Linked DNA regions of Sus scrofa: regions 2, 3 and 4 are each linked to region 1. A link is a contact called in public Hi-C, HiChIP or PLAC-seq and promoter capture Hi-C data. All regions are on one chromosome and are shown on one strand. The core of a region is the stretch at or near the end of the contact, and the rest is flanking DNA. Distances in the headings are between cores, read along the strand shown. Region 1 holds the start of NAV1 (neuron navigator 1). Region 2 holds the start of RNPEP (aminopeptidase B). Region 3 holds the start of SHISA4 (protein shisa-4). Region 4 holds the start of ARL8A (ADP-ribosylation factor-like protein 8A).

The links. Promoter capture Hi-C pulls out the DNA fragments that hold promoters and counts their contacts. Hi-C and Micro-C count contacts between places; a contact is called where the count stands out from the background. HiChIP or PLAC-seq counts read pairs in DNA pulled down with a chosen protein or histone mark.
Region 2: a contact with region 1 is called in a Hi-C map of liver, with 4 times the contacts expected there. The contact joins the promoter of RNPEP here to the promoter of NAV1 in region 1. A contact is called at or near these places in 2 of 5 promoter capture datasets (fetal liver and fetal skeletal muscle), 7 of 47 Hi-C or Micro-C datasets (embryonic fibroblasts, heart right ventricle, liver and 4 more) and 2 of 2 datasets of contacts at active chromatin or transcription factors (alveolar macrophages and skeletal muscle).
Region 3: an H3K27ac HiChIP or PLAC-seq map of alveolar macrophages shows a contact between it and region 1. The contact joins the promoter of SHISA4 here to the promoter of NAV1 in region 1. A contact is called at or near these places in 2 of 47 Hi-C or Micro-C datasets (embryonic fibroblasts and heart right ventricle) and 2 of 2 datasets of contacts at active chromatin or transcription factors (alveolar macrophages and skeletal muscle).
Region 4: a contact with region 1 is called in a promoter capture Hi-C map of liver, with 4 times the contacts expected there. The contact joins the promoter of ARL8A here to the promoter of NAV1 in region 1. A contact is called at or near these places in 1 of 5 promoter capture datasets (liver) and 1 of 2 datasets of contacts at active chromatin or transcription factors (skeletal muscle).

The regions. Positions count from the first base shown.
Region 1 is chr10:23,884,350-23,891,368 of Sscrofa11.1, forward strand. It overlaps NAV1 (neuron navigator 1), which reads left to right and starts at 1,372. Exons shown (of 31, transcript XM_021064517.1): 1 at 1,372-1,674.
Region 2 is chr10:24,214,583-24,221,160 of Sscrofa11.1, forward strand. RNPEP (aminopeptidase B) reads left to right here and starts at 3,562. Exons shown (of 11, transcript XM_021064527.1): 1 at 3,562-4,205. The coding sequence starts at 3,765.
Region 3 is chr10:24,154,389-24,161,389 of Sscrofa11.1, forward strand. SHISA4 (protein shisa-4) reads left to right here and starts at 4,260. Exons shown (of 5, transcript XM_021064525.1): 1 at 4,260-4,454; 2 at 4,702-4,873; 3 at 5,607-5,740; 4 at 6,343-6,510; 5 at 6,628-7,001. The coding sequence starts at 4,382. The coding sequence ends at 6,674. It overlaps LOC110255659 (a long non-coding RNA gene), which reads right to left and starts at 2,811. Exons shown (of 3, transcript XR_002336278.1): 1 at 2,504-2,811; 2 at 2,289-2,381.
Region 4 is chr10:24,322,126-24,329,040 of Sscrofa11.1, forward strand. ARL8A (ADP-ribosylation factor-like protein 8A) reads right to left here and starts at 2,100. Exons shown (of 7, transcript XM_021064533.1): 1 at 1,822-2,100. The coding sequence starts at 1,944. It overlaps PTPN7 (tyrosine-protein phosphatase non-receptor type 7), which reads right to left. Exons shown (of 10, transcript XM_021064534.1): 9 at 5,683-5,796; 10 at 3,164-4,657. The coding sequence ends at 4,564.

The DNA of each region.
Region 1 (7,019 bases), core at 122-2,621:
CCCTTTGCTGGCCCAGGAGCCTGTGAAAAGCAGGAGAGGTCCCAGTTAGGGCACCGCTGAACGCCAAACTGGATGCAGGGTGCGGGGCTCAGGGATCAGGATAACAACAAATGGTTACAGAGTAGTTCCAGGCACTGTCCTGAGTGTGTCACCTATACTGTCACACTTAATAATCCTCCTGACAGTCGCGGGAGACAGCAGCTATTATTACTGCATTTCATAGAGGGAGAAACTGAAGCACTCAGAGGTTCAAGAATCCGTTCAAGTTCCCAGGGCTGGTGAAGCGTAGCTCCAGGAACCCAGGCAATCTGCCTTCGAGCCCGCACTTCCAGCTGCTACACACAGGGTGAGGGGCTCATCACATGCACGGGTTCCTCTGAGATGCCCCCACCCCCACTCCGCAGAGACAACTCATTTCTTTCACAGACAAAACCATCTAAAAACCCTTTTCCCTGACAAGGTGGGATTCCTCAGTGTCACTTCTGGCCCAGTATCTGGTGTCCCTTTGTTGTTCCCTTATGGCCACCCACAGCCACTGTGACCTGAGTGACTCGATGGGTGTGGCAGGGCTCTGGACTCTTGAGTGCCGCTGCTGGCCACTGGTTGATGTCCCTGGTGAAGGGTTCTAAGACCCAGGGAGCTGGCTCTTCTGAAACTAATGTTTGAGGGTGGGGGGGAGGCGGCAACATCTCTGATCGCAGACTCCAGGGTCCTTGGTGGCACTATTCCCTGTGTCCCAGAGTCCACCGTCTGACCTCTGATGTGCTCTCTTGGGATGTAGGGCTGGGGGCCTGCACTGCACAGGCAGTGCCCTAGGTTCTGACGGAAGCCCTCCTTCCAGCCATTCTGCAGGTCTGGTCACCTCCTCTCCCCACCCCACCCCTGAGGTCCCAGAAGGAGGAGGGGCAGGAGGTGGAATGGAGTCCCATGCCTTGTATTACTGAGCACCTACTGTTTACCTGGCTCTCCTGGGGTCTCCCCTCTCCCCTGCACCCGTGTCCCAGCTCAGACAGGGGGACAGAGGAAGGAAGGGGGCAGGCAGACGGGGTGTGGGGGGTGGGCTGGCCGACCCATCTGTCCCCTCTCCTAAGAACTGCCCAGCCGGCCGAGGACTTGGGTGGGGGTGGGGGCGGCCGGGCCTGGAAGTGGCGGCGGCGGCCCGGGGCCAAGGAAAGGCTCGATTGTGCGAAGGCTTCCTGCCCGCCACCCAGCTCCTCCTTTCTGAGGCCGCGGAGGCGGGACGGAAGGCGAAGGCAGGAAAGGGTTACGGGAATAGCGTTCCAGCGACAAAGTCTGGAAGGGACCGGCGCCTCCGCCCCTCTGCGGGTTAAACGGGCCCAGCGCGGGGGGTGGGGGAGCGAGGGCGCCGAGCGGCGCAGCCTCCGCCCCCCGGCCCGGGGAGGCGGCCGGCGTGTGCCCGGGGCAGCGGGTCACCAGGCTCCGCCCCGCGCCCGGCCGGGACGCACTTTGTTCGGGATGCCGCCTCCCTCCGCGTCGCGGGGCCGGGGCCGCCGGCGGCCCTAGTGCCAGCCCGCGGCTGGACGCGGACGCGGACGCCGAGACTCCGCGAGGGCCCAGCCGGCGCGGGAGCCCGAGAACTTTCTCCTCGCGCCGAGGGCTCGGCCGCCGCGGTCCGGATGCAAGGAGCCGGGGCCCGGGAGTGCCGGCGTGCCGGTGAGTTGCCTGCGCGGAGACCGGGCGGTCGCGGGGCGGGGCTGGCAGGTCCTGCGGGGCCGGGACCGAGTTCCCGGGGCGCGGGTAGGGGAGGTGAGCTCGCGCCCCCGAGAGGCTGCGCGCTGGGCGCGGAGAGGCGCTGGAGTAACAACCGGGGTGCCAGCGGCTTCTCGGGAAGGTGCGTGTCTTCATGTCCCTGTGGGGCAGCCCAGGAATTGACTCACCAGGGGCCACTCAACTCCAGCCTTTCCGAGCCTCGGTTTCCCTTGCGGTGCAGTTGAAAGTGTGTTGAGACCCCATGATCAGAGACGCCGAGGAGTCCCTGCCCACACCTCCCATCCCAGGAGAGAAGAGCTGGGCAAGTGACCTTGGCTCGCAGGTCTAGAAACCCTCGCTGGCGGGGGTGATGCGCTGAGAATCGCCCTCTTGGAGCAAGCTTCCCGGAGGACAGGGAGAGAGGGGAAGAGAACGGGTGGGCTCGGAGCTCACCTGGGGGTCCCCTTGCTGGGGCCCTCTGGTCCCTTCTATGCTCGGAGCTGATAGAAACTGGTCGGAGGATAAAGAACCGGCCAGGTCTGAAGGGGGCAGAGAGGGTAGGCGGGGTGGGAGAGGCTGACCGGTGGGCGGTGGGGGCCCTGGGCAGAGGTGACGTCCATCCGGCAGCGAGGGTTCCTTGTCCCTGAGCCCAACACAGGAAAATCAGCTGGCGAGTCAATGGGACTTTGTTAGGACAGCCCAGGGCGCAGCTGGCGCCGGCTTCTGGGAAGCGCCGGATCCCCCTGGATAACGTGCTGTTTATCCGGCTTCCTGTTTCAGTGGTTGGGACCCCATTGGCTGGTTCAAATGCAGTGAAGCCTGCGGCCTCTTGGCGCTACAGAAACCTAGGGTTTGCCTGGGTTTGCATCTTGCGTGCGGTCTCGTTCCCCTGCGTGTGTCCCGTGTGTCCCCTGCAGTCACTTGTCCTAGGGGTTGAGGAACTTCGCACAAAGACACCCCCCCACCTCCCGCCACCCACTCCTCTCCACGTGGGCCGAGCTGCCACCCTGTAGATCCCGGCTCCCTTCCAGCCAAAGACACAGATGACTCCAGCCTGCTTATGATTTGTTTTTTAATCCTGCTTTGAATTTTGGTTTGTGTGTCTTTGGGATTAAACTGAGCAATGAGACAGGGAATCGCAGTGGCTGTGGATTTCCTCCCAGGTGAGCGAGATGAGCTTTATGGGGTCCGCACTTTCCCCAGTGGTTCAGGAGGCGAGTTTTTGATCAGCTTGTGGTTCTGTGCCTGCTTGGCTCTCCCCCAGGATGCTCAGGGAGCAGATAGGTTCTCACGTCTGTCCTCCCAGGTCAGGGAAGACTGGGCAAGGCTTTTCTGGTCTGTACTGCAGCCTCGAGGGGCTGCTTCCTGAGTTTCCCAGGTTCAGCAGGAACAGCCCCTACTCTGAACTCAGGAAATGGATCTGAGCTCCCTCGGGGCAGATTTCACCTTCCGCTTTGTGTTTGTGTCTCCGAGTGAGCACCTTCCTGCCAGCTGGCTTGTTTTACCACCTGCAACAGCCAGCGCTTAGCAGGTACATTCTAAATGTTTGTGGAATTAATACAATTGGAAAAAAAAAAAACCTTAGGTACCACCCAGAGGCCTCCCATCCAATCTGGTGCCCCTTTATTCTTGTTTAGGTTTTCTTTGGGTGTTGTTTGATCTGCCCCCCGCCCCTCCCTGCCCCCAACCTTCTGCCCCCCCTCAAAACCTGGTCCCTAATGTGGTTGATTTGGGCAAGCTTTAGGCATGTAGGCTTTTCCCAGATCTCCTTGGGCAGTCCTGGCCTGTGGAAACAGAAAACAGAGAGGCTGTTTTTTCCTTCCCTTCCCAAACCTTATAGCAGCTCAGCTTTGGCCTCGGGTAGCAAAAGCTCTTGTCCGTCTTTTTAAATTGGTCTCTCTTTTCATCTTTTCATTTTCCATCAGTGACCCTTCCCTTTTCTTTTAAGGTTTGGAAATTCTTAAAGGGATTGGCCTTTAGAAAAACTAAAATGTCAAAGTCAGATGGATCGCTTCCCCTCCCAGCCCCTGCCCTGCCCTCCAGGAGGGAGGGACAGGCCTCCTGGAGGGAACAGAAGGGCACAAGGCCACGCGGCTGGGGGCTGCCGAAGCCGACCTGGGACACAGGCTTGGGACTTCCAGTCCTGGGCTCCCTCCTTGTCAAGCAGGTCGCCTCCCCACATCAGAATGCTTCTCTCCCTCGTGTTCCCCCCCATAGATCTCCGCAGATGTTCTGTGGCTGCTGGTGAGAGAGAGGAACAGAAACCAGGGGAGACAGAGCTGTCTCTGATGGAACCAACCACCAGCTCTTAGAACTAGGGATGTGTCGACACTTGGCAAACGCTTCATCTTTCGGGCCCGGAGTCCCCAAAACCATCATTAAGAGTCCTTCTCGTTTTTTTTCTCCAACTTAAAACAATAAATAAGTAAAACCCCACCAACTTTTCAAGTGGGAAACACCCCCCTAAGGAAGCCGTTTCCGGGGCTGGTCCGCCCCCCGCCCCAGGAAGGCTGACTCAGGCCTCGTTTCCTCCAAGGGGCCTGGGATCTTGCTCACCAGTTTCCTGTGACTCTTGAGATGTGAAGGGAGGCAGGATGGCTGGGACCCAGGTCACTCTGACCTGCCGGTGGGTGTGGTTCCATCCTCAAGCCAGTCCCTGCTGCCAGCACCGCCATCCCATTGCCTCTCTTTGCCGGACTTTAATGAGATGCACCAATTCGCATAAAAAATTAATGGTGCTGATGTGTGTCTGTGCCAAGGAGCGTGAATAACAAGATGTTTCCACTTCAAGGGGCCCCGAGAAGGCGCTGATGCCAGGTCCTCGGAGGCTCTGAACGCTTTCCTAAACGGGGTTGTTTGTGTTGCTCTTGGATCCTGAAACAATTGTTTATGAGCTCTTGTGGCTTCTGTGTGTGTTGGATTCCTTGGGATTTTCCATATGTAGGGTCAGGTCAGCTGTGAATAGAGAGACGTTCGCTTCTTCTTTTCCAAGGCTTTGGTTGCTTTTTCTTCCCCGATCACTCAGCCTAGAACCTTGAACACGGTGCGGCGTGGCTGTGGCGAGAGCGGGCAGCCCCGTCTCAGTCCTGATCTTGGCAGGGAGACTTTCTGACTTTCCCCACTAGGTAGATGTCTGCTGTGGGGTTTTTATACAATGCTCGTTATCATATTGAGGAAATCCCTTCTAATCCTAGTTTTCTAAGGGTCTTTTAGCATGCAAGGGTGTTGCATTTTGTCAAACGCCTTATTTTTCTGTGTCAGTTGAGGTCACCATGTGTTTGGGTCCATTGATTGTTTTTTCTTATGTTGAAGTGCCTTTGAATGCCGAGAAAAATCCATCTTTAAGCTTTTTTTTTTTTTTTTCAATGCCATGTTTCACCTCTTTTATTGAAAAAATTGAAGATATTGGCGGTCCTCCTCTATACTACAGGGAACTCTAGCCAGTCTCTTGGGATAGAACACGATGGAAGATAGCATGAGAAAAATAATGTATATACGTGTGTGTGTGTGTGTGTGTGTGTGTGTGTGACTGGGTCACTATGTGGTACAGCAGAAATTGGCACAGCATTGTAAGCCAAGTATACTTTAATTAGAAAAATAAAAAATTCGAAACCAAAAAATTTGACAAAGTGCTACCATGCTGTAGTCAGGTGGGTTGATGCATGTTTATTATAGTTTTCTTTATAGTTACTGTATTTGAACCATTCAAATGTTTTATGGTGGTAAAAGAGCTGTAACAGAAAATTGACCATTTTAATCACTTTTAAGCATATGGTTCAGTGGCATCAAGTCCATTCACATGGTCCATCTCCAGAACTTCTTCATGTTCCCAAACTAAGAGTCTGTACCCATTAAACAGCAGCTCTCCATCCTCCACCCACCCTCCCTGCCCAGCGCCGCCCCCCTCTCTCCCCTGGCCCCTGGCAGCTACCATCCTATTTTCTGTTTTCTTTTCTTTTTTTTTGCTTTTTAGGGCCACACCCATGATATATGGAAGTTCCCAGGCCAGGGGTCCAATCAGAACTGCAGCTTCCAGCCTACACCACAGCCATGGCATCGCGGGATCCGAGCCGTGTCTGCGACCGACACCACAGCCCAGGGCAACACCGGATCCCCCACCCACTGAGTGAGGCCAGGAATCAAACCCACACTCTCATGGATCCTAGTCAGTTTGTTCACTGCTGAGTCACACCAGGAACTCCCTATTTTCTGATTTCGTGACTTACAAACACTCTCCCCACCACTGCCACCATGGTGGAGACGTTCGACCAGCCCAGGTGTAGACATGAGCTTACCCAGCTGTAGACATGAACTGACTGCAGGTCCGCACGGGGCACCGAGCGTGAGCTATTTCTCTGTCTCGGGGGCTCCATCTTAACGGACTCCCCTGGGAAGCTCTGGGAAGGTGCTGGTCCCTGGGTCCAGCCCGTCAGCTCTGCCTGGTTTGGACAGCGGCTCCCTCGGTGACTCAGTGAGGCTACGAACACTCTGTGGTTGAGCTGATTTCCTCCTGGGAACCCCTGGCAGGTCGGCACTTTCAGTGGTGCAGTTCCCTCCCCATCTGGACAGTAAAACTGACCCACTTTACATCCCTCCTCTGATTTGAAAATCCATTTGTGGGCGTGCCCATCGTGGCGCAGTGACAACAACTCTGACTAGGAACCATGAGGTTGTTGGTTCGATCCCTGGCCTCGCTCAGTGGGTTAAGGATCCAGCATTGCCATGAGCTGTGGTGTAGGTTGCAGCCATAGCTCCAATTGGACCCCTAGTCTGGGAACCTCCATATGCCGAGGCCACCAAAAGCAAAACAAAACAAAACAAAACAAAAACTATTAGTAAATAGAATGAATGCCAACTTCTATAGAATTAAACTTTCAAACTTGGAAAGAACCGTAGGGGTCATGGAGCCCGTGTTTGTTTTTCGGATACTGCAGGTCCTCTAAAATGTCCCCTCCAGCGCCCTCTGGCTGGGACCCCTCTGTTGCTGGGGACGCCCTGCCAGGCTTCCTCCTGTGTTAACCTGTTGTGGTGAAGATACTGAAGGGCGACTGGCCGTTGGCACATGCACCCCTGAATATAGTTTGGGGGGGTCAGCAGTAAACGGTGCAGAGTGAGTATAGTGACCCGCACGGTGACAGCCTTTCAGCGTCTGGAAGCAGCCCTGGTTCCTTCAGCTCCTCCTCGCTGGCTGTGATCAAGCATCTGAAGGCGGATGATGTCGTAGTAAGAATTTGGACCATGAAATGGGCCAGGCTTGGAGTCAAGGTTCAGAGCTTGACTTTGCCGGTAAAATCCCGAGTGCAGAATGA
Region 2 (6,578 bases), core at 2,312-4,811, 330 kb after region 1:
GAATAACTTACTGTCCACAGCCACACCTGTCATATTGTCACCTGTGGCTGCTTGCTTGCTGCAGTGGCGGAGCTGAGTAGCTGTGACCTACAACCAACACAGGAGAAGCAGGATTGACTCCTAGATGCTGAAATTGAATTTCTTGAAGACGGGAGCCACATTTTATAATAGGTCCTCAATAAACATCGGGAAAATGAGTACATGACTAGGCAGATGTGTCTATACCCAACTGAAAAGCCTGACACTTTTGAAAAAAAAGGTATTAGATATTTCAGGCATACACCTGTAATTTTGTTTTTCAAGGAATTTACACATGTACTTTTTACAAATCCTTGTACTGTCCACAATACAAGAAGCAAAAGTTGTCACACCGAATAAGGACTTCCTGGTTTCATCTATAAAACTCCCACAAGAACTGACCGCCATCCTGGAGTTCCCGTCGTGGCGCAGTGGTTAACAAATCTGACTAGGAACCATGAGGTTGCGGGTTCCATCCCTGCCCTTGCTCAGTGGGTTAACGATCCGGCATTGCCGTGAGCTGTGGTGTAGGTCGCAGATGCGGCTCGGATTCCGTGTTGCTGTGGCTCTGGCGTAGGCTGGCAGCTACAGCTCTGATTGGACCCCTAGCCTGGGAACCTCCATATGCTGTAGGAGCGGCCCAAGAAATAGCAAAAAGACAAAAAAAAAAAAAAAAAAAAAAAAAGAATTGACCGCCATCCTGAACGTGGTGCTTGTTGTTTCATGTACTTACTGGTTTCTGCGTGCTTGGGGGATGCAGAAGTTTCCAGGCCAGAGTTTGCACCCACACCATAGCTGAAACCAGAGCCACAGCTGTGACAATGCTGGATCCTCAATGTACTGGGCCACCAGGGAACTCCTTTGTATTTTTAATTCATCGTTTTGAGATAATTGTAGCTTTGTAGAAAAACTGCAAAAATCAAGTTCAGTATACCTTCCACCCGGCTCCCCCTCCTGGGCCAGAGCCACAGCAACTCGGGATCCGAGCCGCGTCTGCGACCTACACCATAGCTCACGGCAACGCCGGATCCTTAACCCACTGAGCAAGGGCAGGGACCGAACCCGCAACCTCATGGTTCCTAGTCGGATTCGTTAACCACTGCACCATGACGGGAACTCCCTGGGAACATCTTAAATAGTGGTTATTTGAATAAAACGTTCGGGTCGGTTCCATCAGCTAAACCACACACCTCATTTGGATGGCGCCAGTTTTCCCTGGGATGTCTTTCCCTGTTGCAGGATCTAATACGAGCTTCTACCTTCCAGAGCTGTACCGTCTTCTCTGACCTGGATGGTTCCTCAGTTTCCCTGTCTGACCTTCATACTCACGCAGAGTAGAGACTTATTTTGAAGAAGCCCTTGGTTTGGGTTTGTCTGCTGTTTTCTCATAAGGTTGTGCCTTCACCCTCCTCTCATCATCAGGTCAAGGGTAGGTGGTGTCTGTGTAGGACTGCTGGTGACAGTGACCTTCTGATCCCTCGATTCTGGTGAGGGCTGCTGGCTTCGTCCGCCGTAAAATGACTGCTTTCCTCCTTGTAGTGAGTAACTATCTGGGGGGAGATACTTTGAAATGAGGCAAATATGTTTTTGCTTACACTTTTGCCTGCTAATTTTGGCACTGGCATTCTAACAGTGACTTCCCGTGTTTCTCATTCCTTCCTCCTGTATTATTCAGAATTCTCTTCTAAAGAAGAGAAGTCTCTTTTCCCTCGTTTATTTATTTGTTTATTCAGTTACTTATTGGCAAGGACTCACTGGTATTCATGTTATTTGGGGGCTGTAATCCAATTCTGTTGTTTATTTACTCACATGGTTCTAACTTTGGCTACCGGGAGCTCTTTTGGTTTAGCTCCTATGCCGTTTCAACATCGCTTTTTGTTATTGTTTGTTTTTTTTTCTTTTAGTACTTTATCACTTCCAAGCATCATAAGATGCTCCAGGCTCATTTTCTTTTTTCTTTTTTTGTCTTTTTAGGGCTGCACCCACAGCACATGGAGGTTCCCAGGCTAGGGGTCAAATTGGATCTGTAGCTGCTGGCCTACACCACAGCTCAAGGCAATGCCGGCTCCTCAACCCACTGAGAGAGGCCAGGGATCAAACCTGCATTCTCATGGATACTGGTCAGATTTCAGTTTCCGCTGAGCCCCAGGCTTGTCTTCTATTTTCTCCAAGGAGCCCTACTTCCTTCTGATGGAGAATAGCATTTGGAATCCAAAATCTGGGTGTTGGGTACACTCATTGCTACTGGGGTGTCAGTGCTGCTCGTTTTTCCAGGGGATCATGCCAAGGAATGTATGTAATATACTAACCCATGCACTACACTTCTGCGTCCATCCATGTGCATATAAAACAGAAACCACCAGGCCCTCTAGCTCTATCTAGTCCAGCAGCACAGGGTTCATTCTATCCCTTTCTTTCCTATTTGTAACTGCAGCTTACAAATAGGAACCCTGGTTCTCTTTATCTACAATAATGTACTTATTTGTTCAATCCTAATTATCTACAGTGCAATTCCAGAATTGTTCAGCCATAGCTCTGTGAAAAGCAAATTTGCTTTTCACAACAGGTTTATTTTATGGCCCAGATTATGGTCTATTTGGTGAATGTTCCTTGTGACCTTGAGAGGAGCATGTATGCTGATATTCTATAAAAGCCAGTAAGGTCTAGGTGATTGATAGTGTTGTTCAGACCTTATATATCCTTATTGATTTTCTGTCTAGTGGTTCAATTAACTGCTGAGAGATGAGTGTTTAATGTCCAGCTGTAGTTGTGGATTTGCCTATTTTTCCTTTCAGTTTTTGCCGCGTGTTTGGAAGCTCTCTTGTGAGTGAAACACACATTTAGTAAAAGGTATGTCAACTCCGTAAAAGTAGGACCCCTGTGCTAGGATACTGTTTCCTTTTATGAGAAACTCCCCACGGTGTCGCTTTTAAAATCTCATTTCCTAGCTGATCGGTAAAAATCTCACCATGGACCGGTTCCGCCTCACAGAAAGGGGACCGCAACCACTGGTACAGAGAAGGGGCACAGCATGAAGTGGGGTATCCTGGCTGACAGAAGGGCACACCGCCCGCCGCACCTTAAGGGTGCTGTGCTTGTCCCCACCCTTGGGGAAGGACAGAAGGAGCCCTGTGCCCAGTGCCAGGAGGACCTCCATAGGCTGTGGCATTCTGTGCTGTTTCCGATTAAGTTCTTCCAGCTCGAGAGACGGGTATAATTCCTCTGTTTTACAGGTGCACAGAGAGATGCGGAAAGAGCCTCCTTTCTTGGAGGCGGTTTGCCCAACACGACCGGGCCCTAACAATTCGAGCGCCAGGAGTGCGATCTCCAACCAAGTCCCCTGCAATCCGGGCTCAGTGCGACCTGCCTGGAGGAGTAGGACACGGGAAACCTCAGTACAGAAGGGACTGGGGAACATCCCGGTGGGGTGGGATGAATTTGGGAGAAGATGGATCAAATTGGCGTCCCAGCTGTGCAGATTGGGGGGGGGAGAAGAGGCCTCAAGAAGGGGGCGTGACCAAGACAGCTTCCGGGGCGTGGTCATAGGGGCGGGGCCTACCCGGGTGAGCGGAGGCCTTGGGGATCCCAACCCACCGGGAGCGTCGGGGCGGGGCCGGGCCGGGCCAGGCCAGCGGCCGGATGGGATGCGGTAGTATCGGGGTACCGGGCGAGAGGCAGGGCGTTTGGGGGCGTGGCCACGCCGGGTTCCGGGTTCTGTGGCGGGCCCGGCAAGGCGGCGGAGAGGCATGGCGGGCAGCGGGCCTGGGGCCGGCAGGCGGGTGCTGCGCTCCGCGCAGGCGGAGGATGTGGCGTCGGCCTCCAACTTCCGCGCCTTCGAGTTGCTGCACTTGCACCTGGACCTGCGGGCCGAGTTCGGGCCACCAGGGCCCGGGCCGGGCAGCCGCGGGCTGAGCGGCTCGGCGGTGCTAGAGCTGCGCTGCCTGGAGCCCGGCGGCGCCGCGGAGCTGCGGCTGGACTCGCACCCGTGCTTGGAGGTGACGGCGGCGGTGCTGCGGCGAGGGCAGCCGGGCCCGGGGCAGCCGGAGCCGGAGCCAGAGCCGGTGCCGGTGTGCACACAGCCCTTCTCGCACTACGGCCAGGCCCTCTGTGTGCGCTTCCCGCAGCCCTGCAGCGCCGGCGAGCACATGCAGGTGCAGCTCACCTACCGCGTGGGTGAAGGACCAGGGGTGAGTGCCCCCGTCCCGCTCCGGCCCCTCCTCCCGGCTCAGACGCCCCATCCCCTTCCACCGCCCCACCACACCTCTGCCCCCTCCTCATCCAGATGAACCCTCCTCCCCCCACCGCTCTTAGGGCACCACTGTCTCTAGTCCAGGGCTTCCCAGGAAGTCACCACATCCTCCCAATCACGAACTGAAGTTAGAACTGTCACTGTCCTGGACGTAGGCTGGGCCCTGGCGGAGAGCCGCTTTGTTCTGCTCTAGGGCGGCCCTGACCCTGCTGGCTCATTACCCGGAGCTGACTCAGGCCTTTTGGCGGCGGGAGTTGGCGGGGGCGGACCTTCCAGTGCCTCAGCTGAAACAGCCCCGGAACTGGGCAGTTTCCTTTTGGGACATCCTGGGTTTGATGAACAAAAGAATTTGAGTAAAAGTGGGTACTGGAATGAGGATGTGCCAGGCTTTGTGATAACTTGGCGTTCTCACTCTTGGTTGACTCCTGAATTTTAACCACGGGTGTGGAGGGTGGCAAATATTGAAATTTTGGAGAGCAGAAGGGGGAGGATCATGGGCCCACATCTGTGAGAGTCCCAAGTCCTTCCGGGAGATTCCAGGCGTGGCTACAAGCCCTGTCTTGGGTAGGGGCGCTTAGGTCCCCCAGATGCCTGCCTGCCACTGAAGTCTGCTTATCTGGTGGCACTAATCCTTTTTGCTCTTGGAGCTGGCTCAAAGGGCAGTTCTCTTTCTCTTTTTCTTTCTACTAAACTTTTTGCTTTTAGAGCTGGCTCAAAGAGCAGTTTTCTTTCTTTATCTTTTTCTTTTTGGCTTTCTAGGGCCACACCTGCGGCATATAGAGGTTCCCAGGCTAGGGGTCCAATCAGAGCTGCAGCAGCCAGCCTACGCCACAGCCATAGCAACACAGGATCCAAACCACATCTGAGACCAGGGATCGAACCCTCATCCTCATGGATCCTAGTCGGATTCGTTTCCTCTGGGCCTCCAGGGCAGTTCTGTTTCCATCTTTTACCATTCAGGAAATAAATGAACCTTATGATAGATCTTGTCCAACAGGTTAAAGTCGAAAGTAATGTAGACTGACCTCTGAGGCAAAGGAGAAGCCCAGGGACCTCTAGAATAACATGACCTCTGGAAATATGTTTGGTTGTTTGCTTATATTCTGGTTCTGGTTGGGGGCAGAAATTCAACAGAATAACTGGAAACATTAGATCCTCCTGGATTTGCCTACTAAAGGTGGCATCCTAAGTGAAATATCAGAGCTAAATAGCTCTCATTTAAGACGTAATAGCCTCCCTTGACACAAAACTGCCCTTTGTGCTGGGAAGGTCTCCGCCGATGGCACTGTGCCTGTTCCTTCGCATTGCCACTGTCATGGTGGATCGTAGCCTCTCCCTGACTGGACTCAATCGTGTATATGTCCTGCCAGCCTCCTTCCTTCTCTTCGCATGATTAAAACAAAAGCAAAACTCCAGCACGGAGGGTGAGTAAGGAATTTCGGTGGAGGGGATGATGGTCAGTATTTATCAGGATGCTCCCGACAGCAGTTCCATGCATGTCATTGCAAAGGTCCTCATATAGGCCTGCCATCTTGTGAGGACTCTGTCAGCTCTTACTGCCAACTCAGGACAGTTTTTTTTCATGGATAGGACATCCTTTTTTTTTTTTTTTTTTTGGTATTTTCTAGGGCTGCTCCTGCAGCATATGGAGGTTCCCAGGCTAGGGGTCCAGTCGGAGCTGTAGCCACCGGCCTACCCAGAGCCACAGCAACGCCAGATCCAAACCGCATCTGCAACCTACACCACAGCTCACGGCAACACCGGATCCTTAACCCACTGAGCGAGGCCAGGGATCGAACCCACAACCTCACGGTTCCTAGTCGGATTCGTTTCCGCTGTGCCACGACAGGAACTCCTAGACTGTATTTTTTTCAGAGCAGACTTGGTTTCCCAGCAAAATTGCGTGGAAGTTCACAGAGTTAAGATGTCATTTTTGTAACGTTGTAATGAGGGCAGTAGTGTCCACGTGGCTTATGGCTGCTGTGCCGACCTGTGGTCACCTGGCTGAGGCTGAACCTGTCAGGTTTCTCCACCAGGACATCACTCTTTTCACCCCCTCACCACACCTCCCCCCCCACATACACACCACGTACACCACACACACACACCCACTCTCAAGTAAAGAAAAACCCAGCCTTCCAGTGCATCTCCTTTATGCCTCTTAAAAGTTGGTCAGATGCCTCTGTGTTCAGTGCCCTCATCTCAGCCACCCAGATGCCCTTCCTGCCTCCGTCTGGGAAGCCAGGGTCCCTCCGGGCCCTGCTCATGCTGCTGCCGCCCCTGGAGAAGGTCCTCTCCCTTCCTTCCCAGC
Region 3 (7,001 bases), core at 3,010-5,509, 270 kb after region 1:
AGGGTCTTGGAGGAAGAGAGGGAGACAGAAAAGGGGAGGGGTCCCAGAAGACAAGGGACAGCAGGGGGGCCTGGGGGTGGTGAGACCCCTGTCCTGATCTCGGCGGGGCACCTGGAGATGAGAGGCCTGGACACGGGGCTACATAAGCCAAGGCCACTGGATTCACAGCCCCTGGGCTGGAATCAGCAGAGCCCGAATGGACAAGGCTGCAGCCCCCCCACACCCCGTGTTTTGCACTGTGCAAGGCCCCAGAACCTGATCCTGGCAGAGGGAGCAAACCATAGTGACAACAGACTGCACACACCCCCACCCCGCAGCTGGCAGGATGCTCAGTAGGATCTAATTTGATTACAAGAAAACGAACTGGCATTTCTCACACATCTGGCTTTAGGCTGCATTCCTCCCTGGCGTGGCTGCCGCGCCGCCCCCAGCCCTGCGCACTGAGTCAGGACAGGCATTAGGGCCAGTCCGCCGGGCCTGCCAGGGACCTGCTGCGTGACATGAGTCAGGAGAGCAAAGGACCAGAGCATATCTGCCAGCTCGCCTGGGGCTCTAGTGGCTTTGACTGAACCCTAGTCCATTTACAAGTGAGGAAGCCCAGGCCAGAGGGGAAGGGGGCGTGGGCTCTCCCGGTTGGCAGAGCCAGGCCTGCCCTGGCTGGCATTCAGAGCACAGACTGCATCCTGCACCCGGCTCGGCCGTTCATCTGCTGGGCAACTCTGGGTGCGCTGCTTAAATGACCCAGGAAAGTGAACAGTGGTCGTGTGTTTCCTGAGGTGACTGTGCAGGGCTGCCTCGTGGGAAGGCCAGTGCGATTCTCGCCGCTTGACCTGCCCTCAGGGAGCTGGGCTCAAGGGGAGTGACAGGCGGTTCCCGTCTGTGCAGGTGGCTGGCACAGCACTGGGCTGAAACACACCCCGGGTGCAAAGGGCCAGTGGAAGGCTGAAGCCTGTGTCCCCAAACCCTTCCCAGGAAAGGGAGTGGGGACAGACAGAGGAGGGCTGTAAACAGAGCCTTCTTCCTCTCTTACCCTCCAGATCCCAAAATAACACTCATCTGTCCCCACCCTGCCCAGCGGGCAGAGCTGCAGACTGAGTAAGATGCCATTTAAAGATAACCTGGCTCTTCCCCACCCCCGCCCCTGTCTGCCCCACTGGCTGGGCTGGGCTCCTGGGGCCAGGCCCCAGCTGGACTGAGACACTGCTGCTCCCCCACCAGAGCCAGCTGGCCCCCTGAGGCCCTGGGACTCTGCAAAAAAGCAGAAGCCTGACCTTCTGGGAGAGAAAGCCCTGCAGAGGCATTGATAAGATCCCTCTGGAGAAGGAGGTGGAGCGGCAGGGAGCTGATTCCCCACTGTCCCCTCCCCTAGACCCCGCCCACCAAGAGGACAAACACAGGAGACAGCCTTTTTTTTTGGCTTCTTAGGGCTGTACCCGAGGCATATGGAGGTTCCCAGGCTAGGGGTCCAATCAGAGCTACAGCTGCCCACCTACACCTCAGCCACAGCAACACGGGATCCGAGCCGCATCTGCGACCTACATCACCGCTCATGGCCACACGGGATCCTTAACCCACTGAGCGAGGCCAGGGATCGAACCGGCAACCTCATGGTTCCTAGTCAGATTCATTTCTGCTGCACCACGACAGGAACTCAAAGGAGAAAGCCTTTTGTTTACAGCAAGAGAGATTCAGGCTAGACACCAGGAAAAAGTTCCTGATGAAGGAGAAATGTTTGTTTACTCTGGGGCAGTGGGAGCCAGGAGATCCTGTTGCTTTTTTTTTTTTTTTTTTTTTTTTTTTTTTGGCCATGCCCCTGGCAGGCAAAATTCCTGGGCCAGGGATCGAACCCAGGCCACAGTGGTGACACCACCAGCTCCTTAACCTGTTGAGCCACCAGGGAGCTCTGAGATCCCGGTCCTTCGGTGTGGTGAGATCACATCACACAGAGGACAGGGTGTGGTAACCTATCTGGAGGGGGACGGGGGTCCCCTTGGGGTGCTGCTGAAGGGACGACCAGTGGCCAAGAGGACGAGGGAAGGTGGTTACTCTGATCTCAGAATGGCCTGGCAGCCGGGTGGGCAGACCCTGGGGCATGCGGGGGCCTGGGCAGGCTGCTCTGATTTGAAGAGGAGCATCAAAGAGGCTGGAGGAGGCCTGGGCTGGTCACTGGTCGCAGCAGGAATGACTCAGCAGAGCACTCCCACACCGCCCAGGCCAGGCCCAAACCGGGTCACAGGCACAGCCAGCGCCCCCCCTCCACCTGCTCCCTACCCCCACCCCGGACCTACCTTCCTTCCCACACATCCTGTGGGGCTGAGGGCAGGGCACCAGCGATTCCTGAGGACGCGCTCCATGCCAGGCCCAGCACGGGCACTTCTGACCTGTTTGAGGAGAGGCAGGAGGCGGCTTTGAAGTCACAAAAGTCCCATTCCAAATCCTGGCCCTGGGAGCTGGAATTAACTTCCTCCAACCCAACTCCATCTGCACAGTGGGGCCAACTCACTTGCAGAGTTATAGCTGCTAGTGTTATTGTCATCACAGTCCAGGCCCCCAGGGAGAGTGTGCCAGGTCCGTGTGGCCGTGTTCGGGGCCAGCGCCGGAACTGCTGTCCTCTTTTCGATGATAGCCATTCTGATGGGTGTGAGGCGACATCTCTTTGGGGTTTTGCTGGCATTTCTGGGATGATTAGTGACGCCCAGCATCTTTTCATCTGTCTGTGTGTCTTCTTTGGAAAAATGTCTATTCAGATCCTCTGCCCTTTTCTCTTTTGTCCCCGCCCACAGCATGTGGAAATTCCAGGGCCATAGCAGGGACCTGAGCCACAGCAGTCACAACCCCGGACCCTTAGCCCACTGAGCCACCAGGAAGCTCCCTAGATCCTCTGCCCATCTTTCTTTCTTTCTTTCTTTCTTTCTTTCTTTCTTTCTTTCTTTCTTTCTTTCTTTCTTTCTTTCTTTCTTTCTTTCTTTCCTTTCTTTTTGTCTTTTTAGGGCCACACCCGCAGCAGACGGAGGTTCCCAGGCTAGGGGTTGAATCGGAGCTGTAGTCACTGGTCTCACCACAGCCACAGCAGCCCCAGATCCGAGCTGTATCTGAGACCCACTACAGCTCATGGCAATGCTGGATCCTTAACCCACCGAGTTGAGGCCAGGGATCAAACCCACATCCTCATGGAGACTAGTCAAGTTTGTTACCACTGAGCCACAACGGGAACTCCCCTCTGCCCATTTCTAATCAGATTGTTTGTTTGACGTTGAATCGTATGTGCTCTTTATGTATTTTGGATATTAGCCTCGTATAGCATATATCGTTTGCAGATAGCTTCTCTCATGAGGTGGGGGAAGTCACTTGGATTTAGCATGCCTCCGCCACTCACTGCCTCTGTCACCTGGACACTTTAATAACTTCCTTGAGTCCTAGTTTCTCTGTCTATAAAAGGGACTGGCAACACCAGTGAACCTGGTTTAGCTCATGGGATTGTGGGGAACCGCAAATGAGGGACATGTCCAAGCACCCTGAGGGCTAAGGGAGGCTATGGATTTTCTCCCCAGAAAATTTTGGTCCCCTGCATGTTCCCGGTCCGTGTGGCCCTGCAGTAGGGGCCTGGCCACCAACACACAGTACAAACTTAGCAGGAGACTGAAAGAGGTCTCGCTGTAAGGAACTCTGGCCCTTGCTCTGCCCTGCTTTCCTGCAGCATCTCTGCGGGGCTGCTCTAGAAGAAAGGGGTTTTCACTCTCAAGGCCGTCTGACTGGATGGGTCCCAGGTGGCCCCAGCGGCCAGCCACCCGGAAGCGTGAGGCCATAGGCTGGCGCATGCCAGCGCTGACCACTCGGAGGGGGAAGGGGCCGCTCAGGGAGCCAATGCAGCTGGCAGGGTCCAGGCCTGTGGGCTCGACGGGGACAAAGCTGCTCTGAGCCGCCTCTCAATGGGCGCCTGTGTTCCGCGGTGGGGGCAGGGTGCTCCGGGCCTCCTCCTGCTCCTCCCCGCCGCCGCAGGACGTCTTCGGCTGGACACTGGGGCAGAAGTGGTCCCGCACAGGGAAGGTCCGGGTCGGCCCCTGTGCCTGGGCTTTCGGAGATGGCACCAGGATCAGGGCTTCTGGGGCCCAGAACGCTGATTGGGCCGAGGCAGGGGGCGGGCCCAGGCCCGGCGGGCCCCCACTGTGCCCAGCCGCTTGGTCGCGGGAGCCCGCGCGGGGCGTGGCCAGGGGCGTGGCCGGCGTGGACCCCGGACGGGCGGGGCGCGGGGACAGATCACCGAGGACCAGCCGAGCCCGCCCCGAGGAGGCGGGGAGGAGCCGGGCGGGCGCGCTGGCCCCGCGGAGCTGGGCGGCCGGCGTTGTCCTGCGCGCCCGGCGGCCGCTCCACGCGCCCCGCTATGCCGCCCGCGGGGCTCCGCGGGGCCGCGCCGCTCGCGGTGATCGCGCTCCTGGTGCTGGGGGCGCCCCTGGGTAAGGGCCGGGGGCCGCGGGCGTGGCGCGCGCGGGGGAGGCCCTGGAGGAGGCGGTGCCCGGGCGTGGCGGGGTCCGTGGGAGAGGAGGGCAAGAGTGGGCTGACCCCGGGGGGGCCGCTCCAGGCAGAGGCCTCTGGGCTCAGGGACCAGGGCAGACCTTCGGGTGGTGAGAGTAGGGCGCGCGGGAGGGGGGCAGCCAGAGACCCGGCCCGGTGGCCACTGGGCACCCGCACCCCTGTCTGCAGCGCTAGCCGGCGAGGACTGCCTCTGGTACGTGGATCGGAATGGCTCCTGGCAGCCGGGCTTTAACTGCGAGTTCTCAACCTTCTGCTGCGGGACCTGCTACCAGCGCTACTGCTGCAGAGACCCGACCTTGCTCATCACCGAGAGGCAGCAGAAGCACTGCCTGGCCTTCAGGTGGGCTCCTCCCCTCCTTGTCCACCTCCACATTCTTAGCCCAGACCCAGGCTCCGGCTAGGGGACAAGGCGAATCTTGAGTGTCCAGCTTGGGAATTCCAGGAGGGGCCGTTAGTAAACACGTCAAGTGCTGGTGGGGCTGAGCCCTCCCCTTGGCCCTGCCCTGGCTGCAGAGGGAGGGTGCAGGGTCAGCGCCAGGGCCGGTGTCGTTCTGCCAGGAAGGCAGGAGACCCAGTCTCATGCCTCACTAGCTGCGTGGTCTTGCAGAAGACACGTCCTGGGTGGGTCACTTTCCTCTTCATTGAAACCAGGCCGGGACGGGGGGCGGGGGGTGCCACAGTTAGTGGTTTTCCAGCGTCTTTTTGAAGGGGCCTGCTGACATATAAAACAGGTACAAGAAGACCCATTGCAGTGGGATTTTAAAAAACAGCTCTGGATCATTGCCCAGGGGACTTGCAGGGCTCACGGTCAGAAGTCTAACCGGTTAAGTTGCTGCCGTAGGGCGCCCACTGCAAATCCCCAGAGGCCACTCGCTGGCCAGCAGGCGCCTGGCCTTCCGGGAAGCGTGGTTCCCTAAGATCCCCTGCGGGGTTCCGCAGAGCCCACCAGGAACCCCAAATCTCAGCTCTCTGTGGCCCCCTGCTGGCCAGGAGTCCAAGCACAGCTTTCAGGTCACCCTGTGAGGACTTTCTGCTTGAGGCTTGGAAGGTGAGGCACGCTTCTCTGTCTAAAGCCCCAAGACCATAGCAGGCATCGCTTCTGCCGTGATCCTCTTCGTGGCTGTGGTCGCCACCACCATCTGCTGCTTCCTCTGCTCCTGCTGCTACCTGTACCGCCGGCGCCAGCAGCTGCAGAGCCCTTTTGAAGGTAGGTGCGGGGCTGGGCAGGTGCGCCCCAGACAGGCCTGCTGAGCCCCCGGGTGGACACTGGAGCTCCAGGAGACGTGATTCTGTGTCCTGGACTCACCACCTGCCAGCTTGTCACCCATACACAGGAACGTGCAGGGGCACGTGTGAACACTGTACCCGTGTGTGCCTGTGTTGTCTGGAGGCAGCGAGTGTGTGCACAGGCTTGTGGGACTCTCAGGAAGCGTGTGTGCGGGGGCTGGAGTGTGAGCGCGTGGATGGGCTGGGTGTGCAAAGGGCGTGTGGCTGCGCCTATGCCTAAACCTGCTGGGCAGGGGTCCATGCCAGAGGCCCCCTGGGGGCAGGCTTGCTAAGCTGCAGGATTCCAGCCCCCAGCTGCCGTCTCCTTGCCCAGATAGCACCTTCCCCAGGCTGTGCCCCCAGCCCTCGAGGTCCCCAAAGCCCAGCTGAGGGGAGCAAAGTGCTGACTGCAATTGACCCTCTGGGCTACCTGCAGGCAACCCGCTGGCTCTGCTCAGCAAGGTCTCGGAGCAGAGTTGGCTGGGCCGGCCCTGCTTCCCATGGAGGTGGCATTCTAAGTGCGGCTCCTTGTCCCCCACCCAGGCCAGGAGATTCCAATGACAGGCATCCCAGTGCAACCAGTGTACCCGTACACCCAGGACCCCAAAGCCGGCCCTGTACCCCCCCAGCCTGGCTTCATGTACCCGCCTAGTGCTCCTGCGCCCCAGTATCCGCTCTACCCGGCGGGGCCCCCTGTCTACAACCCTGCAGGTAAGCCAGCCTGAACTCTCGCCCCACGCCCGCACCTCTGTCTCGCGTGCCTGCCCCAGACTTCCAGGCCTGCCCTCCTGTGCACCCTGACCCCCACCCTGTCTCCTTGGCTTGCAGCTCCACCCCCCTACGTGCCCCCCCAGCCCTCCTACCCAGGAGCCTGAAGAGCCGGCCGTGGTGTCTCTGCCATCCCTCAGGGGCGCCTCCCTCTGGACCTCCGTGTGGCCCGGGGGGCGGGCAGGGTCCTCTTCTTGCCGGGCCCCAGACCGAGCCACACCCTGAGACCTTCTGGGAACAGAGCCCCAGGAGGAGGAAAGGAGCTGAGCTGGAACTTGGCCGTGAATAGGGGCGGGTCGGGGGCTTGACGTGCGTTCACCGTTTTAACCGGGGCGATGGAAGGACGGGAAAGCCTGGGTCACAGCCCCTGCTTTCCTCCTCCTACCAGGATGTCGGTGGCCGGCCAGAAGGCGGGGCCCCTCCTGCCTGCCCAC
Region 4 (6,915 bases), core at 850-3,349, 440 kb after region 1:
AGGTGATTCAGAGTTCGCGGGGGGCATGCGGGCAGAGCCCGGGTCCTTTAAGAGCCTTTACTGTGATGAGACCAGGCCGGGAGGAAATGCCGCAGCCAAGGAGCCGCAGCCAGCAGCCAGCAGAGCGCAGCCAGCGGCCAGCAGAGCGGCCGAGGACCCTGGACTCAGGCAGGAACTGCCACGCCGCCCACAGGGGAGGGCTGTTCTTGGGAGCCTCTTTCTAGGGAAACTCCGGCTGCACTTTCAGGATGTGTGAGTGGAGGTGCAAATTTCAGGTCCTAAAGGGGGACCCTCCCCCCACACTTCAGATAATGACTGATCCTGGTGGCGGACTCTGTTTCTGACCTGCCAGAGCACCCCACTCGGGAGATGCTGCTGTTCCAGGGGACACCCTCCTGACCAGGACACAGAACCCGCCTGGATCCCTGTCCAGGAGCACAGCTTCGTAAACACTCCACCAGGAGCTCTTCCCTGGGGACCAGAGGTGCCGCCCAGGCCGAGCCACTGGAGCAGCAACTGGCTCCCCTCTCAGCCTCACCCCAGAGACATCTCCCAGATCCAGAGCCTGGAAGCCAAGCCAGCCAGGCCGGTGGCAGGACATGGGTCCAGGCGTCCTGCTCTTGCTTTTGGAGCCCCAGCACCAAGACAGCGCCAGGTTTAAACAGGCCTCTCCCGAGGAGATCCAGAGCCTGGGCCTCAAGAGCCTGCCCTGCTGTGAGAGGCCAGAAGCCCCTGGCAGAAGCCACAAGCACACAGGTTTGGGAAAGGAAGCCAGGGCCCAAACATGCGATCATGGGGGTACCTGCCCCCAGCCTCCCTCCCTCCCTCCCCTCTGTGGGGTGGGCAGACACAGGGAGGGGAGGTGCCCAGGCTGGCTGGTCCAGCTTCTCCACTGACCTCTCACAGGGGGCGGATCCACAGCTCTCCAAAACCCCAGTCTGGGGCCAAGAGCCGGGTCCCCAGGCCTTTCCTCCTCTGCCCACAGGCCCCACCAGCCAGGCTGGGAGAGGCAGGCCGCAGCCATTACTGCAGCCCAGCCCACAGACCCAGGGCTCATCTTCCCCTTTTTTTGAGCCAGATTTCAACTGGCGGCCAGCCACTCCCCTGGCACCCAAAGGCTTACACTTGCCCACTGAGGTCTTGATGACCCAAAGCCCTCACAGCCACTGTCGCAGGTGTCCCCGGAGTGGCAGTGCCCCTCCAACTCATCCTGCGGGGCCGAAGCACCTCCTTCTGCAACTTCCGAGCGAGGCGGGGACTCCGCAATCCCGTAGATGCTATGCTCCCCAGGCCCCAGCTGGACTCACTAGGCGGCCGGTTCTGGGAGGTCTGGGCTGGGTCGACGGCCTCAGCTGATTCCACTCCCCCCCAGGGGTACCCCACTCCCCTTGTATCGCTGGGGCTTCCTCTTCCGGGCAGGAAAGATGAACCCCCTGGGGTGGGGTTGGGCTGGCCCAGGCCCCCTCCCAGGACGGGCGGCCCCCAGTCCCGAGACCCTCCTTTCGCCGCGCGGGCAGGCCCGGCACTTTCGCCCCGTCATGCGCCCGGGCGCGGGGACCGGAGAGGGCCGTCTCCGCGGACAGCGGCCCCTCTGGCCTCGTGACACCCTGGGCGCCGCAGGTCGCGGTCTCGTCCCCCGCCCCCGCGCCCGCCGTGCCATCTCGGCCCGGGCACGCGCTGTCGGGTTCCCAGGGCCGTGCTAGGCCCCGCGCGCCCCAGCCCGCGCCTCCCCGCCGGCGCCCGCCGTGCCCGCCACGCCAGGCGGCCATCGGTCGACAGGGCGCGGCGGGGCCCGAGGCCCGGCCGGCCCGCGCCCCGTACCGCGATCACGTTGACGAAGGTGGTCTTGCCCGAGTACTGCAGCCCGACCAGCGTGAGCTCCATCTCCTCCTTCCAGAACAGGGCCTTGAACCAGTCCAACAGCTTGTTGAACAAAGCGATCATGGTCGCTGCGCCGGCCGCGCCCGGTGCCGGCTCCCCGCCGCCCCTCTTGCCCTCGCGCTGCGGCCGGAGCGGCCCCTCCCCGGTGCGGCCCGGCTCCGGGCTCGGTGCGGGCGGAGGCTCGGCTGGAGCGCGCGCGGCGGCCGACGACTCGCTGCCGGGCTCGGCTCGGCGCGCCGATGGGTGTGGCCTCGGCGCGTCCTCCTCCCCCTCCTCCTCCTCCTCCTCCTCCTCCCGGTCGCCGTCCTCGTTCACCGCCCGCGCCGCCCGCCCGGCCCTGCTCGCCCCCGACAGCGCTCCTCCGCGCCCGGGGCGGTGGCAGGGCGCTGGGCGGGGCACCCGCGAGCTTGGGGACAGGCCTGGCCGGCCGGGCGGGCCAGGGCCCCTGGGCAAAGAGCGCCCATTGTTTTAACCCTTCTGGCGCCCCCTTCCTTCGTACGCGGTGGTGGGCGCGCCCGAGGTGGGTGCGGGGCCCCGGGGAGCCGGCACATTTCCAGGGTGGAGGTGGGTGGCTTGCGGACGAGGAGGTGGTCTCCGAGATCTTTTGTTCCCCGAGACCTGCCCACTGAGCATCTCTGAGTCCTGGCGGGAGCGTTCGGTGGCCGCAGGGTACCGCGACCACCTGTTTAGGAAGCTTCTGGCCCAAAGTGACTTTGAAGCCTTGGCTCACCAGGAGGCTCAAACAGAAAAAGTCTGCGGGGCGGGAGAGGGAGGGTTCCCGTGAGGAAGTTTTGTGGCAAAGGAGTAACTTGGTAAAAGCCGGGTTTCTTCAGGAGAACTGGTGGTGGGAGGTGTGGGGCCTGCTGTGTTCCCCGCACCCCCCACCTCGCAGCCCCCAGCCCACCTTGGGGTTTCCTTGGTATTCCACTTACATGTGTACTTCCATGTATTTTGTTCTAGACAAAGGTGCATAAATGGTCGGAATGACCTGAGAGATCAGTGGCCAAAGGGAAGGAGTCACAAAGTCCTGGCTGAGTAGAATGTTCTGGACTGTTAAGTGATAGGGTCCTTCTAGTCCCTGCCCTTTGTAAGTCCCTCTCTAGCTCCTCAGGAACACCCCCAATTCCCAAACCCACCCTGGCAGTGTCACTTTGCTTCACTTGTAAGAGCTATAAAGGGCGTGGCCCGGGAGGAAGGCCACAGCCTGATCTGGGGATTTCTACTCTCCATCCCTGGGAAGAGGCTCCAATGGGCCACGAAGAAGATGGAAAGAAGGAATGACTCGGGCATCCGAGAAGTCTTTATTTTCACACCAGGTTACTCACCAGAGCCCGGGGAACAGGGCTGGGGCAGCGGCGCCCAAGGAGGGAAGCCTGCAGGCCTGTGTGGTGGCTTTCCTCCTGCGGGCAGGATTTGGCACCCAGGGGCTCTGAGCCCTGCTCCACAGGTACCCCGAATGCCTCTCGTGGAGAAGGGAAGGCTCAGGAGTGGGCAGTGAGGGAGGAGGCTGAGCAGAAGCATGAAGAAAGCCACCCCAATTCCTACGCTGCACATGCTCCAGAAGTGCCGTCTGAGGGAGAGGCCCAGGTCTTCTCCGGGATCCAGCCCCTTGGGGGTCCATAGAGAACCTGCCTTCCTCCCCACAGGCAGCCCATCTTGGATTCAAGGATGCAGGATCTGGCCACCTCCCTGGGTTGAGCCGGATCTGGGTTTCCTGGACTTAGCTCCCTGGGGTGGGCCCTGGGGGGGGTGCCCTGGTGTAGCCTGAGTCCCTGGTCTGCGTGGGGAGCTTTTACCCAGGTTGTTGCTGGAAAGAGCCACTGCCCAGGTGTGCCCCCTGGGGAGGAGGGCATGCCGGGGATGGTCACTCAACACCAGGTGGCGCTCTCGGCTCTGTTGCTCCGGTCTCCGGTGTTTGCCCCCGGCCCGTTCTGAGGTGCGAAGGCAGGCAGAGCGTGCTGGCCCCCTAGGGAGTAGCTGGGTGGGTGGAGGGAGGCAGGCATCTGGGTCTCACCCTTTCCCTCTTCTGGAGATTTCACCTGTCTGGCCAGGTCACCTCTGAAGCCTGCTCCCCCGACACGTGTGGGCACAGGGTAGTCCGGGTCCTTGCTCCCTTTGGAGTGTAGATGTGTGTTGGGGAAGCAGAGTCACTGTGGGGACCGGGTAGGACCGGGTTTTCCTGGCTGGCCTGGCCTCGGGCCACTCTCGTGCAGGGCCTGGCAGACGATGCCCTTGGCCTCACTCTTTGCTGGCCCCCTGGGGCGGGGGTACAGCTGCAGCAGTTTCTAGGAGCTCCGCTGATTGGTTGCCCCTTGGGGCAGCAAAGTGCCCAATGTCCTTGTCCGAAGAAGAGACCGAGGTGCCCACGGTTTTTCAGAGACCAGGACTCCTGGGCTTCTGTCTCAGCTCTGTTACAAAGGTCAGCCACTAGCTTCAAGTTCTGAGTGATGTGGGGGTCCCCCTGGTGTCCACTTGGGGCCATTGGAGGAAGCAGAGGAGTGGGCAGTGCTGAAGCCCCAGTGTCTGACCTTGTCCTTGCCAGCCAGCTTCCTGTAACCCCGGATACGCACTGAGGGACACCCCATCCCCAAGCCCATTCGGGGCTCCCCAGATCACGAAGCCACCTTCACCAGACCCACCACCCCAGGCCTGGGGGAAACGGCACTGGGGATGTGCCAGGGGTCAGGGGCTGGGCCCCTCCGGCAGCTGGGCAGCGTACAAGGCCAAGGTGTGGTGCAGGAACTGGTACTGCTCCGCCGTCTGGATCATGCCACCCCTGTGGGCAGAGGCACGTAGGCATGAGTCAGGGGTCTGCTTGGGCATCGTTGTCCCATGGAGAGATCCTGACCTTCCCAAAGGCCGGCTGGCTGGCTCCTCCTCGTAGGTTCATCCTCCCTGAGACCAGCTCCTTCCCTCGGTTCCCAGACCCCCTGCTCCTCACCAAGCCCTGGGGCTGGCGGGGCTGGCAGGGCTGTGGAGGGGTCCCACATGCCCAGGGCTTCTCTGACCACCAGCTGCTGGGGCAGAGCCAGCCCCAACTCCTCAAGCCAGGCCAGGAATATGCCCAAGCCCCAGGATTTCCTTCTCTCATTTTTTTTTTTTAAGGGCCGCACCTGCCACATATGGAAGTTCCCATGCTAGGGATCGAATCAGAGCTGTAGCTTCCAGCCTACACCACAGCCACAGCAATGCAGGATCCTTAACCCAATGAGTGAGGCCAGGGATCAAACCTGTATCCTCATGGATGCTATGTCAGGTCCTTAACCCACTGAGCCACAATGGGAACTCCCCAGTAATTTTAAAAGTAGTAATTTCACATATGTATATAGTCGGTTCTCATGTTGCCAAAGACTCGCATCAGTGGCCTCATTCCCTACAGCGGCTCTCTGGGGAAGGGGCCACCATTTCCCTCTAGATAGGGGACCCAGGAAACAGGTGACAGCTCAGTAGAGGCCCTTGGATGCTATCTCCAAATCCAGCGGGCTTCTGTGTTTTGCCTGGGGCTGCCTAGTTTCTGGAACCAACCATACTCTGTTCCCCCACCTGTCCCCTGAGTAGGGAATTTGGAAAAACAAAGACAAAACCAAAAAAGATTGGAAGCTTGGACAAATCCTCAGAGCCTCAAACACCCCAGAGAGCTAAAATTTTGGACAGATTCTTTCCTGGGTGTGAGAGGCAGAAGAAAGAGCACTTTAAGCAAAAGGGGGCCCTTCATTTCCCGCAGGAAGTACCTGTAGCACTGTGTCCCCAGGAGGCATCGGGCCCTCACATACCACCCTCGGTCCCGCTCCTCGGACCCACCTGTCCAGCCGCAGCTGGCACACAATGCGCAGGATGTCCACTTCGCCTCGGGCCTTCAGCTGCTGGCAGCCAATGCGCGTGGCGATGAAGCAGCCTGTCCGGCCGATCCCTGCACTGGGTGGGGTGAGTGGGGAGGGGGTGCTGTCACAGGGGGCCGGGTGGGTGGCACACAAGGGGGCCAGGCCCCAGACTACAGAGAAAGCAGTGGGAACGAAGAGCACTCTATTTGGGGGTTGGGGACACGGGACTGGAGGGAGGTGGTGATGCCTCCACAGATGGGTCTGTTCTAGGTCACCCTGAGGCCCCCTTGGACCTTTGGACGAGCTGCCTCTTGCTTGGCGTGGGTGGCAGCCCCCCCACCAACTGTGCCCGCCTTGGGCTTGCTGAGCCTAGAAGGTCCTTCCCTCTAATGCGACTCATCTGCCGAGCTCGGCCACCATTCTCTGTCCTCTACTCATCCTGCCCTGGATTCCCTCCCCTCTTTAGGAAGACTGACCCCTCAGATGGAGCCACATCCTAGCACTGTGCCCAGGTGCCACCTGCGAGGAGGGGGTTGCCTGTGCCTCTTGCCTTTGTGCGGTGGAGGTCTACACTGCTGAATGGCAGCCTGCACCGCTGCCCACTCCACCCTGACTCACTTCCTACCCCGGGGCCAAAGCATTCTTCATAGATGGCAGCTCCAGGTTTCTTAGGCCGTCCCTTGAGGTCGCTCATCAGCAGGCCTGCGCTCACCTTCCAGACTCTCTCATCCCCGGCCCCCTAGGTCCCATCCAGAGATACTCCGAGTCCCCTGAGTCCCCCCTACCCCCGCCACCAGCCCTGCTCTCTGACTCTGCTCCCAGCAACGTGGCACTTTCTTAACTGCACCCCTGGGCCTTTGCACCTGCTGCTCCATCAACCTGGGATGCTTCCCTGCACCCTCTGCACTTGACAAATTCGCCTCCCAGGTCTTAGCTTGGTGTAGGGGTCCTTTCTCCTAGAGGACCATCTCTGGCCAACGTCTGGGTTGGGTGCCTTGGGTCCGTGCCCCTGACACCCCCATCGTCCTCTTATCAGGTGTCCTATTCATTTTATCTGCTGTCTTTTCCACCAGACTGGAAAACTTGTCAGGACAGAAACCAAACTGTGCACCGCTGTCTCCTTAGCTCTAACACTGCCTGGTGGGAACAGGTTTGCAGTAGATGCTTGTGGGATGAATGAATGAGGCTGCCGGCAGCAGGGCCAGCTTTGCCT